Regions from separate parts of the Zea mays genome. Here regions 1 and 3 are each linked to region 2. Evidence: chromatin contacts called from public Hi-C data. All regions are on one chromosome and are shown on one strand. Each heading gives the region's core, a stretch centred on a gene start, on an enhancer-like site or on the middle of the called end of the contact. The rest is flanking DNA. Distances are from core to core; before and after follow the strand shown.

The links. A called contact is a pair of places that touch in the nucleus more often than the background predicts.
Region 1: a contact with region 2 is called in a Hi-C map of leaf, with 8 times the contacts expected there. The contact joins the promoter of LOC100277154 here to the promoter of LOC103629361 in region 2. A contact is called at or near these places in 9 of 25 Hi-C or Micro-C datasets (bundle sheath, ear, endosperm and 3 more) and 1 of 3 datasets of contacts at active chromatin or transcription factors (seedling).
Region 3: a Hi-C map of leaf shows a contact between it and region 2, with 4 times the contacts expected there. The contact joins the promoter of LOC103629360 here to the promoter of LOC103629361 in region 2. A contact is called at or near these places in 2 of 25 Hi-C or Micro-C datasets (ear and leaf).

What each region holds. Positions count from the first base shown.
Region 1 is chr6:64,571,706-64,574,993 of Zm-B73-REFERENCE-NAM-5.0, forward strand. It overlaps LOC100277154, which reads left to right and starts at 1,897. Exons shown (of 5, transcript NM_001150804.2): 1 at 1,897-2,556; 2 at 2,649-2,779; 3 at 2,949-3,179; 4 at 3,269-3,288. The coding sequence starts at 2,016.
Region 2 is chr6:64,423,566-64,426,740 of Zm-B73-REFERENCE-NAM-5.0, forward strand. It overlaps LOC103629361 (protein MEI2-like 2), which reads right to left and starts at 1,798. Exons shown (of 13, transcript XM_008650500.3): 1 at 1,299-1,798; 2 at 568-637; 3 at 318-470. The coding sequence starts at 435.
Region 3 is chr6:64,172,503-64,175,841 of Zm-B73-REFERENCE-NAM-5.0, forward strand. It overlaps LOC103629360 (HXXXD-type acyl-transferase family protein), which reads left to right and starts at 1,429. Exons shown (of 1, transcript XM_008650499.3): 1 at 1,429-3,339. The coding sequence starts at 1,724. The coding sequence ends at 3,151.

The sequences.
Region 1 (3,288 bases), core at 647-3,146, 150 kb after region 2:
TATACAGAATTTGGGCCTTACATAACTCGTCCAAAGAACAAAGGTGGTCTTGGTGTTCTCAACTTGAAGATTCAGAACACATCTCTGCTTCTTAAGTTCTTGCATAAGTTCTAAGGCAAGCATGACATCCCCTGGGTTGATCTCGTCTGGAATTCATATTGTGCCTCAGGTCGGGTCCCTCATGCTTCTCAAGTGAAAAGGTTCCTTCTGGTGGAAAGACGTTATAAGATTGGTTGATTATTATAGAGGTCACTCTATGACCTAGGTTGGTGATGGTAGGACCATCCTCCTGTGGCATGATGTTTGGAACAATTTCACCCTCAAATTGTCATTCCCCAACCTCTTCTCTTTTGTCAGGAGACAAAGCTGCTCTATTCAGCATTTTCTTGGGAATGTCTTTGGAAGACAATTTTTACACTCCCCTCTCCCCTCAGGCTACTCAACTGCGGGATTATTGATCAAATGCAAACTACTAGAGCTAGCAAGGACATATAGATTTATCCATAGGAAATGATTGTTTTAGCTCCTCCAAGTTTTACGAGCTAACTTTCAAATCCATCCACCCCCAGCTCTTTTCAACTGGATCTAGCGATCCAAGGTATGTAAGAAAGTTAAAGTTTTCGTATGGATGGTTTTCTAGGATAGAATCAACTCAAAAACATCTTAAGAAGAAAAGGCTTTCTGAATGAGGGTAGCGATCTCAGTTGTGTTCTTTGCGGTCAAGGCTATGAAAAAACAACTTACCACCTTTTTGATTGCCCCTTCAGTTCAGAATGCTAGAATTACGTTGTAATTTATTGGTGCCATGACTTGGATTTTTTTTTCTCTATGATCGAGGCTGCAAGGGGTGCGTTTGGGTACAACTTCATGGATTTTTTGGCAATGGTAGTTTGCTGCATTTGGAAGCATAGGAATGACTTCATCTTCAGGAACATTGTCCATTTTTTTCTCTCTTGGAAGGGCAGCTTCAATGACATGTTGAAGTTACAAATGCTTACATCTAATAGAGTTCGGAGGCTTAGGATGTCTTCGTGGCTAAATTCTCGATAGCCGGTTGTTTGTTTTTTCTTCTCTTGGTCCTATTCTTGTTCCCTTCTTTTAAAAAAACATAGTGGCCATGACAAAAGAGCCTAATAAGAAATATATATTCATTCCATTCCATTCATTCAGTTGGAAATACATGGCTTTTGTTCTGTCTGCAATGGGAACAGCTCTCTGCAACACACCTCGATCATGTCACGAGGCTAACCTACTAACCCCACGGTTAAGTACACCTCATACCACTTGTGTTCTGTAAGGTAGTGTTTGGTTGAGGAGTTAAGTAGAACGGAGCCGTTCCATCCCTGATTCTAGGAACGGAGCCGCTCTGTTCTGTGTTTGGTAATCTGGAACGGAGCGACTTAATTGTGTGTTTGGTTGCAGAGTGAACGGAACGGAGTGTGACTGTGAGAGTGGGATGGGAACGGAGCGGCTCCGTCCGGTTGATTTTTTGGAGCGAAATGGTTCCGGATCTGAGGAGAATATTCCCTAATTGGAGTCATTCCATTCTAGTTACTTTGTAACCAAACAGCAACAAAACTGAGACAGAACGACTCCGTTCTACTTGGCTCTTCAACCAAACACTACCTAAACGAGCTGAACGTCACCAAACTCAACTGCAACACCGAGTACCATGCCATGCCACCACAAAATGCAGACACCTCCAAAAACTTGTCACTACAGGTGAGCAATTTTAACCAGCACAAACTCTCCAAGAATCCCACAGCAGCACAGACGGTATGCAGCTTCTTTCTTCAGCTCAACCAGGGAACACACACATTGGCATCCCTCTCTCCCTCTATATCTGAATGGAAGCTCACACAAAGTAGCCCAGAGTAACCAAACCAGCCCCCACCTAACATGCACCAGATCGCCTTTTGATTCATGGGTTTCACAGGGCACCGCATTTTGCTCATAGGCCTTGCATATATACATGGGGATTTCATGCCACACTTTACAGTGCTGCATAGCCATACATGCATCGATCCCTAGCTCTTTGCTTGCCGCGGATTTCTCCTGCTCATACAACACAAGCCATGAGGGGTTTCCAGCTGCTACTCATCATAGTGGCATTGCTTGCCGGGGAGTTGCACTGCGCAAGAGCAGCATCAGCAGCAGATGCACCGGAGGCTGCACCACAGTCCCCCGAAGCACCAACAGCAGATGAGCAAACGCCACCGCAGGCGCCTGGGCCAACATCACCACCTCCACCTCCACGACGTCGGGGATCACCACATCGACGGCCACCAGCACCGACGGATCAGCAGGATCCAGCACCGCCAAGGTTGGTCGTGCCACCACAGGAACCTCCTGCACCGGCACCACCTGGAATGACGATCAACCGCACTACGGGCTGTACTACACTCCTTGTACTTGGAGACTCAACCGTGGACCCTGGAAACAACAACCATCTGCCCACCACAGCCAGGGCAAATTTCTTGCCCTACGGCTTGAACTTCTACGGTCGCAGGCCGACTGGCCGATTCACCAATGGCCGGTTAGCCACAGATATGTTAGGTAACCCCTTGCTTGTTCTGTTTCTACAGCATATATGGACTGAGAGCTCCCAACGTTTAGGATACTTAACTGAGAGCTTTGGTGTCATGCAGCTGAGAAACTAGGCATATCCAGGATTATTCCAGGTTTCTTTGACCCAAATCTGAGGCTGGCCCAGCTCAGGAGGGGTGTGAGCTTTGCATCAGGCGGCTCCGGATATGACGACAGCACTGCCAACAGAATAGTATGTCATCTTAACAGAACTATAAATATCAATAATGCTACATGATTAAAACAAAACAAACATATAGTTGTTTCTTTGTGGTAAAGCTATGGTAGGATTGATGAAGATCAAACTCAGATTGAGCTCTCTTTATTAGGTTACTAACCACCTAAGCTTCCTACTTATATAGAATGTGGTGTCATTCTCTGAACAAGTGCACAACCTCTTCCGTTACAAGCTACTTATCCGAACACTGCTTGGACCAAGAAGAGCAGAGCGACTTGTTAACAGGGCTGCCTTTGTGATAAGCACTGGTACAAACGATTTGCTTTCAGTCTACCTTGCATCGAATCGGTCGAATGCAATTAGTATGGAACTGTATGAGAATCACCTGACAGCACATGTCGCTAATTATACCCAGGTACTACACATTTCCATTGTCAAACTAGCATTCGGCATGTCTGTTATCTCTCTGTAATGACGACTTGTAGCCCATACCATATGTCTCAGGCCATGATAATGCTTGGAGG
Region 2 (3,175 bases), core at 548-3,047:
TAGATTTTTGAGGTTTCTGATGCATCGGATTTGAGATAAATTGACGGAAAAAAACAGGGGCATGATTACAGAACAAGTTATAGGAACTAATCACCCTATATCATGTGCTTCCTCTCGCGCATTTAACTTGCATAACTACCATTCCCTGGCATCCATTGGTCAATTTCCCATAGCCAGAAAATCGTGTTTACCCATGAGCAGACATACTATATGAACATTGAAGTTCTCATTATGCAGAGCATGTAAGCGTTTGGCTAGAAACTTAGTATGGTTCAAGTGCATTATTACATTATGAAGATGGGAAGGAGAACACATACACTTTTCATGAGGAAGAACAGGCAGTGAGGTTGAGAAGAGACTTGTATCGCCAAAACCAGCTCGAACATTGAGCAGCGGTGGCATAGGGACCCTCCAAGGGTTGTTATTTGCGGCCATCTGTCGTGACTTTGAGGTGGCAGGTACCACAAGACCTGATACAATCTTATAAAGAGTAATGCATTTGACAAATACACAGGCAGAAAACATCAAGCAGGAAGGGGGAATGTGTGGTAATCGCAGAATATGAACCTGGTGGGTTGTAAGTAAGGATCTGACGATCAATCAAACACAGCAAGCATTCTCATTTGGCTGCTGATACCTGCAGGAGGAAACAAAAAGGGTTGAGCATGTGTCATCGTCTGTCATTTACTCATGTGGGTTGGGTCTCTCTGTGTAGAAGACTGCAGTCGATGGCAAAAACCGACTTTTTTTTCTTTTTTGGGTGGTGGGGGTCTAGGGGATAGGGGGGCAGGGAGTTGATTGTGCAGCTGGTGGACACGGCAATATGAGAACAATAACGTGTATTAATTTGCTTGGCACGGGATAGTCAAACATGCCAGGTCTTAAAAGGAAGGAATTCATTGGATAGACGCAACAAAGTTTGACCCAAAAATAGCGATGAGGAAGATGGAATGGAAGCAATCCAATCCAATCGCATGATCGGATCTCTAAATCAAACAAAAACAGGCAGAGGCAGGCGTGCGGAAGCGGGAGTGAAGGGATAAATCAGGTAGTGGCAAGGAAGTGAAGGATTACGAGCGGAGGGAAGGAAATTAATGATTAGGAGTAGAACCGAGGATGACGAACAGTGGTACAGGTAGGTGGAGTAGTCACTGAAGCTGGAAATGAAGGAAGGATTTGCGTTGTCCCCTGGGTCAGAGGCGCGTTGAGGATTGGCAATCGGCAGAGCAATCTCATCATCAGTTAAACGAGAAAAAAAAAAGACGAGATGGAACGGAAGAGTGAGGGGGATAGATCACCAGCGCAGGCGGGGGTAGAACCCTAACACTGAAACCCTCCTCTTGTGCGCGGCGGGCGCAGCGGCGGACGAGGAAGAGACGGGGCGGCGGCGGCGGGAGAAATCAATCGCTCTTCCGGCCGATTGTGTCTCTCCTTTCTCTAGACCTAGTCCCCTACTAGTTTCAGTTTGGTGAGTTTTTTCCGGTTTATTTTTATAGGGAGACACACCAACTCACAAGGAGAAGGAGCAGACAGACCACTATAACTATTATAATAAATAATACATCAGAGTATTATAATTATTACTATATAATTGATTATCTCTCAGTGAAAGCGGAAGGTTAAAAAGAAAAGAAATATATCAGAGTCTAGTGGTGGATAGCGATAGGAGGTATGATGATTGGTGCGAGCGCCGAGCCTTTCGTCTCTACTCATCCTCATGTGCACCTTCCACCTTCTATTCTGCTCTATGAGCATGACATGTGGGTCCCGAATCACCCGGAACCTCACGCGTCAGTGGGTGTCCCGCTCCGTCAGACGGGCTGGGGAACAAGTGGAGGACCCACGCGCGCAGCCAAAAGCCAAGTGGGTCGCACCTGTCAGTAACGTCGACGTCATCTAATCTAATCAGCTGGAATTGGAGTGGCTTGTGGGTGATACCAATAACGCATATGCATTTCAAATTAATAGATTGATAGGGACAACATCCCAATAAATAATATCAAGTAACCAAGCAGCCATTAAATACAAACGTGCAAATAGATCTCTTGCTCTATTAGATCTAGATCTAATGTATGTCATATTTAACACTTAAACCCTCCCACTACTATCTCATGCAGCTTTATAAAGAATCTCTAACAAATCACGATTGCATCTATGATTAAATTTAGATCAAACGGACCCAGATGCTTGCCTAAATACTGTTGGGGGCCTTCGTCTTCCGAAGGTCCTCAAAAATATGATTAACAATATTTCCCAAGTGTAATATATGTACATGAACCTTCGAACTCGGAATAAAAGTTGTACACAATGTGAAAAGCATGGTCGAGACGAAGGTTGAAACAGCTCCGAAGCTACGCGTAAGGAAGCTTTGGCTCAGCGGCAGAAAAAGGAACCGACTTAAAGGGGAAAAGGCTATCTAGTCCTCGTTGGATTGTCCTTAAGTCAATAATAAACATAAAAGGCATGTATGTAATTTTACATAGGTTGCGTCCTGTGCCTATAAATAGATGAACAGTGCCCCCGTACTGTTCAGGTTGACTTGTATTCGCTCATGCGTCACGCTTGGACTTTTACCTTCTGTCAAGCCAAAGGTACAAATGTAATTTAATATTGTTCTTGTTCATCCATGATGATATAATAAAGATATATTAATAATGTCATATGATTATTCGTGTTATCTCTTATATTTCATATGTTTCTTCTTTCATTAACATATACTGCGATGATGAGGGTTCGTCCTTTAGGACCTTCGTCTGAAGGTCATTATATCCTAAGTGAGATAATACTTCAAAGGATGATGGGCATTAACCTTTAATATTTTGTGTTGCCTTGTTCTTAACTCATAGCATTTGAGAACAAGTCCCCAACATTGGCGCCCACCTCTGGTGTACTCACTTCCACAATCTTCGGCAAAGCATCAACCTTCGTCATGCCGTCGAAGAAAATAACAGCACCAAGGGATGCACTGCAGCCACTGGACACAAACCAGGAGACTCTCTCTCTCCGAGAGGCCAGAAGCCAAAAGAGAAAGTGTAGGATCTAGGACACCGGCTAGAGGGGGGGTGAATAGACGGTTTTGACTAAAATCAAAAATACTACAAGAAATTTAATCAATACAACAAGAGGAATAAATTCTCTAGTGACAATAAGTAAACAATGTATGAAAAACAACTAC
Region 3 (3,339 bases), core at 179-2,678, 250 kb before region 2:
TCAATAACGGGCTGGACCAGATCCTTAGTGAGCTTTTTGATAGCGAGAGGCAGTCCCAAATACCTACAAGGGAACTTGTAAATCTCACATGGCACCAATTCTTGCATCAAGGCCGAATCCTGAATTCCTGATCATCGCAACTTATGGGAAAATCACTAGATTTCTGGACATTTGTGTGAACCCTGAAGGCTTCAACAAAGAGGTGAAGGGTATCCATGGTTATATTAATATCTGCAGCAGCCGGTCTGAGGAACACAAGCACATTATCAGCATATAAAGAGAACCGGTGTTGCAACACTAAAGGGGCCAAGGGCTCATATAACCTATATTCCTCAGCCTTATTGATCAAGTACCCAAGAATGTCCATAACCAATATGGAAAGCATTGGAGAAAGTGGGTCACCTTGCCTAAGGCCGCATCTATGATAGATGGGCTGACTCGGTGACCCATTAAGTAAAACTAGTGTTGAAGAAGTGCACAATAGCCCACTGATAATATCTCTCCAAATCTGCTCAAAATTCATGTGTTGCAAGACTTCAAGAAGAAAGGGCGAAGAGGCCGAATCAAATGCCTTTGAGATATCAAGCTTAAGGATCAGATGGGGTTGTTTCTGTTAATGGAGGAAGCGGGCTGTTTGTTGCACTAACATAAAGTTATCTCGAATAAATCGACTTTTATGAAGGCACTTTGATTAGGTGACACCATGTCATGCAGCCTACTTGCAAGCTGATTAGCTAGTAGTCTTGTTATGAGCTTGGCAAAACTATGAACAAGACTAATGGGTTTCATCTGTTCAGCAACTTCTTTTTTAGGAATAAGGATGATGAAAATAGATCTGTGTTTATCCCATGTTACTACCGAGGTAGCCAGCTTTGGGTGAGTTCTTTGTTCTTTGATAGCAGTGTAATGCCCAACAGTGAGCTTGTGGGCACTCTAAGGGCTTTGCTCGGTTAAGAATGGATTGAAGGGGATTAAATCCCTTGCTAGTCAAAATTGATTAGAAAGGGATTCAATCCTCATGTAACCGAACAAGACCTAAAATGGGAATTGATGTACAATTGTCATATTCTCATCTCAGTAGAGAAAATAGTAAAAGAGATTTTGGCTGGAATATGCAAGTTCAGAGCTTTCTAGCTGCCAGCTTGGCATTATTAGTGGAGGGACATTATGACTTCTTATTAAACTATCTTAGAATCAAGACTTGAGTGGTTTCTCACAAAGTGTTCCCTCGCAGCAATCTTTTGATCCAATCCGTGAAGCTCTCACTGGTAGATATCTGATTCCTGAGATGGTTAACGGGTAAGATAACCGAAGGAAGCTCTCACTAGACTAGATGCAATGCAATGCAATTGGTGTGATACTCTTGAATCGAAGGAAGCCAGATTTTTTGCAATTCAAATTTTGACTCTGAAACTGCTACCAGAGCTCATGTGCATTCTTCTCTTTCTGCATACAATTTAAAAGTTACAAATGACACCGTCATGTGTGACGTATCATTCATTAGAGGCGGAGGCACGTGCGCAGAGCCGCAGACTCGCAAAGCACTAGCAGACACTTTTTTTTTGACTTGGTTTTCGGGAGGAGGAAGAGTCCTGCGTAGTTTCGTTGCACCAGCCTGCATTTGCAGAGCAAAAACAGCATAAATAAAATGGAGGGTGGAATGCGCTAGAGCAGAGCAACCCACCAGCAGCGAGCAGTCTCCTCTCCTGCTGCAACTGCAGCCATGCCGTCGTCCACGATGCGCCTGCTGTCCAGGCGCACCGTCACGCCTCCACCGCGCCCACGCCACCGCATTCCGCTCACCACCTGGGACATCTCCTTTCTCTCCGCCGACTACATCCAGAAGGGCCTCCTCTACGCCAAGCCGCCGTTTCCCACCGACCGCCTCCTCGACCACCTCCAGGCCTCGCTCGCCCAGGCGCTCGACGCCTACTACCCCGTCGCCGGCCGCTTCGTCACGGACCAGCACCGCGACGCCAACGGTCACGTCCTCGGCTGCTCGGTCTCCATCGACTGTGACGGCCAGGGGGTCGACATCCTCCACGCCGTCGCCGACGGCGTCGCCGTGGCCGACGTCATCCCGCCCGACGCACGTGTCCCGCGCCTCGTCCAGTCACTCTTCCCGCTCGACGGCGCCGTCAACCACGACGGCCACCACCTCCCACTCTTCGCCGTCCAGGTCACCGACCTCCACGACGGCGTCTTCCTCGGCTTCGCCTACAACCACGCGCTCTCCGACGGCACCGCACTATGGAGATTCATCAACGTATGGGCGGGCATCGCGCGCGACAGCCCCTCCCCATCCCCAGCTCCGCCGCCGCCGCCCTTGCTGGAGCGCTGGTCGCCCGACGCCGGCCCAACCACACCGCCGGTCGTCCTCCCCTACCCCGACCTCACGGGGCTCATCGAGAGGCTGCCCCCGCCGCCACTATGCGAGCGCATGCTGCAATTCTCGGCCGAAACCCTGGAGGCGCTCAAGGACCGGGCGCGGCAGGAGCTCCTGGCGGCCGGGGATACGGCCGGCGCGGCCGCCGTTACCAAGTTCCAGGCGCTCAGCTCGCTTGTGTGGCGCTCCGTCACCCGCGCGCGCCGCATGCCGCTCGGCCAAACAACCTTTTGCCGCGCCGCCATCAACAACCGCACGCGCCTCCGCCCGCAGCTTCCGCCGGAGTACTTCGGGAACACCATCTACGCCATCGCAACGGAGGCCGTCACCGCGGGGGATCTGCTGGAGCGCGGCCACGGCTGGGCCACGGCGGCCGTCGGCCGCGCGGTGGCGGCGCACACGGACGACGCCATCCGGGCGCGCGTGGCCGCGTGGATGGCCAACCCTGTCCTGTACAACCTCAGGTTCTTTGACCCCAACGGCATCATGATGGGCAGCTCGCCGCGGTTCGACATGTACGGCGGCTGCGACTTCGGCTGGGGGCCGCCCCTGGCGCCGCGCAGCGGCAGGGCCAACAAGTCCGACGGGAAGGCGTCGCTGTACCCCGGCCGGGAGGGAGCCGAAAGCATCGCCGCGGAGCTTGTGCTGACGTCGGAGCACATGACGCTGCTGGAGCAAGACGACGAGTTCTGGGCGGCCGTTTCGCCCGACAGGCCTTTTCCGCCGGCAGCGCTAGCCGCCCAGCCAAAGTCAGACAGACACTGACAGCCACAGAGCATACAATAAATATATCTCAGATCATATGACTTCTAAATCTTTCTTCTTACTCACCCGATCTTTGGAATTAAATTCCATTTTAATAAAGTAATTTAGTTAAAGATCAATTAAATTAATATATTTTTATTTAAAATATATTTATATAATATTATTAGCAATATGTGATACATTTATGT